Linked DNA regions of Sus scrofa: region 2 is linked to region 1. A link is a contact called in public Hi-C data. All regions are on one chromosome and are shown on one strand. The core of a region is the stretch at or near the end of the contact, and the rest is flanking DNA. Distances in the headings are between cores, read along the strand shown.

The links. A called contact is a pair of places that touch in the nucleus more often than the background predicts.
Region 2: a contact with region 1 is called in a Hi-C map of liver, with 2.2 times the contacts expected there. The contact joins two enhancer-like sites. A contact is called at or near these places in 1 of 5 promoter capture datasets (liver) and 3 of 47 Hi-C or Micro-C datasets (all in liver).

Annotation. Positions count from the first base shown.
Region 1 is chr1:230,843,156-230,847,171 of Sscrofa11.1, reverse strand. All of the region lies in intron 1 of GNAQ (G protein subunit alpha q), which reads left to right. Among named protein-coding and RNA genes, the nearest start is that of GNAQ, 62 kb to the left of the region's middle. Within about 2 kb of position 1,956, at least 15 of the 83 cell types and tissues checked have an H3K27ac peak or open chromatin away from gene starts, as enhancers often do. A contact at or near this core is called in liver, where this site is marked.
Region 2 is chr1:231,037,039-231,041,476 of Sscrofa11.1, reverse strand. No RefSeq gene overlaps it. Among named protein-coding and RNA genes, the nearest start is that of CEP78, 42 kb to the left of the region's middle. Within about 2 kb of position 2,251, at least 6 of the 83 cell types and tissues checked have an H3K27ac peak or open chromatin away from gene starts, as enhancers often do. A contact at or near this core is called in liver, where this site is marked.

The sequences.
Region 1 (4,016 bases), core at 707-3,206:
TAAATTTATAAAGAAAATTACCTGCTCATAATTTAGCCTAATGGGAGTTCTCATAGTGGCTCAAGGGAACTGAATCTGAATAGGATCCATGAGAAAGGTTTGATCCCTGGCCTCTCTCAGTGGGTTAAGGATCTGGTGTTGCCATGTGCTGTGGTGTAGGTTGCACATGCAGCTTGGATCTGGCTTGCTGTAGCTGTGATGTAGGCTGGCAGCTGTAGCTCCAGTTCGACCCAGAGCCTGGGAACCTCCATATGCCACGGATACAGCCCTAAGAGACAACAACAAAACAAAATTTAGCCTAATGTGACCACAGAAGGGCTCATCTCCTGGGCTGGAATGGATGAGGAAAACTCCAGCCTTGTAGGCACTTGTGCTAACTGGTTAATCCAGTTAACTGCATTGCCCTTATGAGCCTTGGGCATTCAGCACACACGGTACGGTGCTGGCATTGGGCCAGGCCTCAGCGGCATATAGACTGGCCTCCTGTCCTTTTACCCGGCCAAGGGCTCTGAGCCAACATTTATTGTGTCTGCCTTGCCACCATCCCTGCCTTGGGAATACCAGAAGAAAAAGCCGAAATTGGAGTAGCACTTTAAAAATTCCTTTTTTTTTTTTTTTGCTTTTTAGGGGCCGCATGTGTGGCATATATGGAAGTTCCCAGGCTAGTGGTTGAATCTGAGCTACACCTGACGGCCTGTGCCACAGCCACAGCAACGTGGGATCCTTAACCCACTGAGTGGGGCCAGGGATTGAACCTGCATCCTCATGGGTACTATTCGGGTTCATTACCACTGTGCCATAACAGGTATTCACACTTTTTTTTTTTTTTTTGATGAAAGTAAAATTTGTTATCTAAGGAAAAAAGTTAAAGAGATACAAACATATATAAAATAGAGATGGAAAATTTTAGCCCCACTTTCCGGAAACAAATTGCCATTTGCAGTTCAGTCCCTTCCAGGATTTGGGTGCTTGCTTGTTTTCCCTGCAGGAGCATAAATTGGGGGACAGATGTCTTAACTTCTGAGTAAAGACAGCAGGGAAAGTAACTGATTGAAGAGGGGCTTTGCTTACTTTACCATCTTTAATTTCAGGACATTCTTCCCACTAACATGCCACTTTACACTTGAGAGGAGTGACAAAAAGTTTAATAGATTGCTCAAGGTCGTTACGTAGTAAATGGCAGAGCTGGGATTTGGACCAAATTCTGTTGCCACAGTGCTTGTTCCCCTGTTTCAGGGACCCTGTCTGTCTAAGCCTGCACTAGCATGTAGCCGTTACCCACATGTGGCAATTTAACTTTAAATTAGTTAAAGTTAAATAAAAATGAAAAAATTCAGTCCTTTAATTACTTTTCAAATGCTTAGTAGGCTCCTGTACATAGTCACTACTGTAGAATGTAAAGATTGGAGGATTTGTATCATTGTAGGCTATTTGTCAAAGATGGAATCACTGAAATCTGAAAGATTGTGAGTATAGAGCTTTTTTTTTTTTTAAGCTCTATTCTAGCACATTTAGTGCCCATTTATGTTCTAGATTTAGAAAAATAGCTCTGGAAAACCTGCTTGTTTAAGAAATGAGGCAAACCTGCTAAGTCCAAAATGTAAAAATGAATTACTGATCACCTGTTAGGTTTTTAGCTCTCTGCTGGAATTGGGATACAGATGTTCTAGGAAGTGCACTGACTGTGGTCTGGATGGATCTGAGTGTGAAACATCTAGAACAAGAAAGTCTTTTATCTTTTTTCCTGAAAAAAGCAAAGGTGATATATTTCTTTTCCTACTGTATGTACATAAAAACCACAGGACTAGAGAAGGACGAATCCCTGCCAGCACCCAGAGTTTTGACTGTGGCCCACACCTGCTGCCTTTGAGAGGTGCGCCCTTCCCGGCGTGAACACTTGGGCCTCTTGATGGCTGCATAGCGAACAGATCTGGGGAAGGAAACTCACTCACATCCAGGGCGGAGGTGACGCAGGTTGGCAATATGCAACTGAACCCACGTGGGGAGAGCAGAGAGGAGGGGCTGGTGACCGTGTCAGCTTTCATCACAAAGATCAAACCTTCAGCCTGGGTTACTCAAGAACTTGGCAGTGAGTTGGTGAAACAGAGGTGCTGGCCCTCTGTATCTCAGAAATCCACGCTTGAGACAGAAAACACTGCTTTTCCCTATATTTAGTAGCTGCTGAATACGTGAATATAATGCGTCCGTGTATTGAAACACAGAACTGCCTTAGATCTTCTGAAAAATCCACCAGATAGTACTGTTGATGTGGCTAGTAAGTAAGCCAGCACGTTTTCCAGTGCTACTCAAACCATGTTGCTGTGTGGTATTTAAAATCTTAGTATGTTAGTAAAACTTGTGGTATTTACTAACACACACACACACACACGGCCACACATGTATAATCTCTTTTCTATGACTTTTTTCCTTCACCAAATAAAGGACTGGTCATCCCATTTATTTATTGCCTCTCATAATCTTTATTTTTTATGACTTTTCTCTTTATAAGTTGGCCTTAGTTTTATTCTTCAGTGTTAAACTGTTGTATCAGACTAATTGTATAAGGAGGCAAGATCTTGGTGGTAAACAAGCTAATTCCTGAGTTTAAATTGGAAACTTTGATGGTTGCATTAACTTTCAGGCCAGCAGAAATTCTTAAATTGCTGCTTTAGGGCCCTGGATAGTAATTCGGGTGTGTTAGGAAATTACAGGGAAGCACAAGAGTGTGAAATCATTAGTAGAGCCACAGTTGTATTTCCCACCTGCAGGTGGCAAGGCCAAAGGGAGCATTTAGAGGATAGAAGAAGACTGAATGGGCTGCTTGACTGCTTTTGGAAGGAATTACTGTTATCTCCCAGTGCTTAGAAATCACAGGCCTGGGCAGGATATATGCAGATTAAGTGAGCCTCAAAATTTATGTAAATTGTAATTTCTTCAGTGAAAGACTGCTGTCCTGTCATGATTTGTCCAACATATTTTTATTTGACGGAAACTCTTGCACCCTTCCTCACTGGGGAAAGCGCTGGCCTCTCCTAGATACAGATGCTGGTGGCATCACTTCCCCCAGACTCTGCAAGAGGCTAAGAGCCTGCCCATAGGAGGTGATTTCCTATAAGATCCCTGCACTTAGGAATTACTCACTCGGTCAGCTCTGACTCATGTTTTTCTCCTGGAGTTCTCTTTAAGAGGCCTGGCATACAGTGCAATGCAAACAGCATTGTCTTTCCTTTGGTTTGCTACACTACGAAGATTAATTTGGAATGAAATGTAATTGAAGGCCAATTACATCTGATGGCCAGATCTGTTAGAACAGAGCAGTGTTGTTGATTGGGAAATGGAAAGCATTTGAGATAGTGTCTGGGAAATACATTAAATGCATCGAATGTCACTGCCTTGTCTAATAGCCTAATTTAAATGACTTTTTCCTTTGCTGTTGCATTAGGTTATTCCAGATAGACTTAGAGTCCAAGAGGAAGGAAACTGTATCGTAAATGAATGCTTAGGTATCTTGATACCTTCATTATCATTGGTCTAAGAATTGGAAGACACCTAAAGAAATCTTTAGTTTTAGTTTGTTCTGCAGAGAAAAAGAGGAAAATAAATCACCCTTTGAATTTAGTGGTTCATTTAACCTGCAGGGCCTTAATTTTATCTGAAGTGGCCCTAAAACTCTTTATGCTAAGCAAATGGAGTCCTTGGTGTCTTTGTTTCTGCCTTTGCACAGTTTCAAGTTCTTGAGAATCTTTTTTAGAAAACTGAGATATAATTTACATAACATAAAACTCACCATTTTAAAATGTACAGTGTTTTTTTTTTTTTTTTAACTGCATTCACAGCATTGTTCAGTCATCCCCGCCATCCGATTCCAGAACATCCTCATCCCTAACAAAGCCTGTACATACCAGCAGTCACTCTCCATTTCTCCCCGCCGCCCCGGCCCCATCACTGCTAATCTACATTCTGTGCGTGGATTTGCCTGTTCTGGGCTTTTCATATAAATGGAATCATATAATATG
Region 2 (4,438 bases), core at 1,002-3,501, 190 kb before region 1:
TCCCTGGCCTTGCTCAATGGGTTAAGGATCCGGCGCTGCTGTGAGCTGTGGTGTAGGTCGAAGATGTGGCTTGGATCCTGTGTTGCTGTGGCTGTGGCATAAGCCATCAGCAACAGCTCTGATTAGACCCCTAGCCTGGGAACCTCCATATGCCACAGGTGTGACCCTAAAAAGACAAAAGACAAAAATAATAATAATAATAATAATAATTTTAAAAAACCTTTCCTTTTCCCCACATCTCCGTTCTCTATTTAATAATGAAGTTTCTTGAAAGAGTTGAGACATGGCAAATTTAACGTAACCAATGAGTTTTCCATTGATAAATGAGGTAAGCCCATGTTTGGACCCAGACCAGATATATACCCATAACCAAAGCATAATCAGTGATATTGCTTTCATGCAACCTACCCTTAGTAAATATTGTTGCAGATGAATGAAAAAAAAAGATTAAATAATTGAACCACCTCTCAAGATCCTGTTGAGATTTGGACACAAGAACATTGAAGCCAGTCAAGAAAATTAGAAATTTCAGGGTCGTCTGAGTTGGGGACAGATTACTTCTAACCATGGAAACCAGATTCTCACTTTTTTGACTCCCTTGAACTAAAACACAGGCATATGTTATACAACCCCCCAAGAAGATGCCCCTGTGTCAGACTTTGACATTACAATGACACAAAGAATCAAGGACGGTGCAGAGTCAGTTATGAAGTGGCATCCTGAATGACTCTCTCAGTTTCCAGAGACAGTTGTGATATCACCTGTGGCCAAATCTACAGTCCAGAGAGGTAGAAAGTGTGGTACAAGAGAGTTTTCTTGTGTAGCAGTAAAGGCAGTGTGTGGCCTTTGTTGGACCAGTTTTATAGTTTTGGGTATTATTTCTTGCTTTGTAGCCTCTAGACCTGGCTCTTCAGCCTTCTGGATGAAGTGAGCTACCCAGTATCTCTTAATTCATTCCGTTCTGATTAAATTATCCAGAATTTGTTTTTGCTGTCTGGCACCTAACTGAGACTCCTTGGAAAAATGGCAGCCAGATGTTGTATAAGTATGACATAGTCAAGCTTTGTCACAAAAAAAATGGGATAGTTAAATAAATAGTGTGATAGCAACACCATATTTTATTAGATTCTATGTTCTAACTGTTCCTCTTCTTACCTTCTTCCATTTGCTGTAGCTACATTGTTGAAATAGGAATGGTGCAAGAAGAGTTTTTCCCCTGGATCTTAGGAACAAATCTCTTCTCTCCCCTTAAGTTATACGTAAGCCTTGAGCACACAGTGATAGCTAAATATGTTTCCCCTTGATCTGAAAGCGGAGTGTTCCTATGAAACCTTTCCTAGACTGAAAAGACGTAAAGCAAAGAAGGAATAACCTTAGCGTACATCTTGCTAACACATGCACAAAACAAATGAAGAGAAAGTACAGATGCTCACAATCACAGTTGAAAGCTTTGGCAGCTTGATGCTGAGATGCTAAATGCAGTTCCAGGGGAAGGAGCTTGGTGGTGCCACTCTCACAGCTTGGGGTTCACACTGCATCTATAAGAGCCCCCAGTAAGACAAACACTGAAGCTATTTTCAATTTTTGCTGTTTTTGGTAAAATCAAAAATTCTCTTCAGATTTCTTTCCCTTAGGAAAAACAGATGCTAATGCAGGTCTTTCATAAAAGTGAAATGACATAAAGCAAACTTTTCAAAAGTGGGGGATACTATTAATGATAAAGAAAAGAAAACAGGAAAAAAAGAACTGCTAAGTGTGGATATAAGGAGTTTCTGCTGTGGTGCAGTGGGTTAAGGATCTGGCATTGCCACAGCTTTGGCCTAGGTTGCAGCTGTGGCTCAGTTTTGATCCCTGGGAACTTTCCTATGCCACGAGTGCGGCCAAAAAAAAAAAAAAAAAAAAAAAAAAAAATCTAAATAGTCTACATCTACTTTTTTTTTCTTGCTAACCATAAGAATGAACCAGGAAATGGATCATTCAGTTGTAGTCAAGCCATCCCACTGATATACTGAAGCAAGAATGAACTCTCCCCACCGAGAACAGCCCATATTGTAGACTCATGAGCAAAACGCATGACGTAGTTGTGTTAGGTCTCTAAATTTGGGGAGATTTTTAATCCTATAACAGATACACAGGGTACTTACCCTGGACTGAAAATAGTTATTGTTATCAGACTTTACTAGATGAAGGATCTGAGGTTTAGAGAAAAAAAAATGCCTTACCCAGGGTTTCACAACTAGTAAATTAGAGATTAGGGTTTTAAACTCAGGCTTGCCAGATTCCAAAGTCCGGGCCGTTTTTAATCTACCTTGTTTCTCTAAGCCAGCAACTAAACTGAAATAAAAGACAACAAATAAAAAGGTGGCAATAATAGTGAAGTAAGATCATAGGAGATTGCTAAGCTAAGGCTGTCCGATGCCACTTTTGGGAAGAACATTTCAGGATTACCATTCTCTTCACCACCATCCTTAGCTAGGTCCTGCCTGTATTAACTGTCTGCTTCTCTCTCTGTCTCTCTTTTTATCTCTATCTCTCTTTCTTTCTTTCTTTCTTTTTTTTTTTTTACTGCTGTCCTAACACTTATGACATATTCTATTTGTCTGTCTCTTTGAAGTGCCTCTAGATGTTTTTAATATATGTTCCCCTATGCCTGGCTTAGTGCTTGCCTTATAAGTGTCCTTTAGATGAATAAATGAATTTGGAATGTATTGTGGATACACAAAAAGTTCACCAGTTAGAGATAAAAATATTAGATGTTCTATCTGTAACCTGGAAAGAATTGCAAAGATGTATAAACAAAGAGTTAATAAGCTCTCCTACTTCATCCCTCCCCACCCACACTTGCCTCCCAGGGTAGTCGATATCTGTGCATTGCTCCATGCTTTTCTTCATGTTCATACAAATTTATACAAACAAATAAACACATTATGTAGTTTTAGGGGTTGTTGTTATTCAAATGTTTTCTTTCTCCCCATTTCTCTGCAACTTGTAAGCTATGTAGGGATAAAAAGCACAAGATTCTGGAGTCAAACTGATTAGGCTTGTATCCTGGCTCCTTGCTAACTAGTTCTGGTATTTCGGAAAGTTATTTAACCATTTTTGTGCTCAGTTTTCTTATCTATAAAATTAAGTAATGGAAATAATAGTTCCCATTTTAAGATTGTAGAATGCATAGCACAGACATGACATGCACATATTAAGTATTCTGAAACTGTTAGCTGCTGTACCTGTCATCAGTAGATACAGGTCTAACTCATTTTTAAACAGCTGTATAGGAGTTCCCGTTGTGGCTCAACAGTAATGAACCCAACTAGTATCCATGAGGATGCAGGTTTGATCCCTGGCCCTGCTCAGTGGGTTAGGGATCAGGTGTTGCTATGAGCTGCAATGTAGGTCGCAGATGTGGCTTGGATTCAGTATTGCTCTGGCTGTGGCGCAGGGGGCAGCTGTAGCTCTGATTCAGCCTTTAGCCTGGGAACTTCCATATGCTATAGGTGCAGCCCTACATAGAAAAAAATAAATAAAAATAAATAGCCTATAATATTCCATAGATTATAATTGGTCAGTGCTCACTTGGCCATTCCTAATGATGGCCATTGGTTGTCTTCCAGTCTTTTGGACCTAAATCTTAGTGCTTTTACTTCCATGGAAAAGATTACTCAAAGAGGAATTTTGGTATCATTTTATTTGAATAGATCTGTACCTGGCACAGGAGGGGGTATATCATTCCCCATTAACTGGGTCTTAGAGGTTAACTACTGCAATCCTAGCCTGTTTAAGAGGCTTGAATGGAGACCAGGCAGCTGTTATCCATACCCAGAAATCACATGAGCTTCCATAGGTCATATGTCTGTCTTACATTTGGTTAGAAGTTCCTCGGCATTCTTTTGGTCTGGGGTTCATGCACCTAGTGGCTGAGAACTTTGTCTTTTCTTTGAAAAAGTTGAAAATTCTCTGAAAAAAATTTCTGAAAACTTATTTTAATAGCTGTAGGTAAGCATATCAAAGAAATGCCCAGTAATGAAATCCACTAGAGCAATCAGTTTCTTCAGTTTAAAAGGACAGCTGTATAAATTAAAGATGCAAAAAGAAACAATAGGCCAATCCTCTACAAATTGGTTATACAATGTTGTTTCATATCTAATGCCCTTTGTGACTCAATTTTTAACCGATCTTCCACTTGGGAATATATTGGTAATTCAAAGAACCCTCATGAAAATGTCTGCTATCTAGTACAAGATCTGTGTCTGATGTTTCTTCAGCAGAGTAGGCTCTCTTTTTTCTAAATTGGGTTCTTCTTGTTCCCTATTTTTCATTTCCCCTTTCTGTTGTACCTAGACCTCAGACCCTTGGATAAGCTCATAGTTCCACCCCTGAGATTTAGAAATAGATTGCTTTCAAATTGCCATTTCCTTACACTAAAAACAACTTTCCTGAT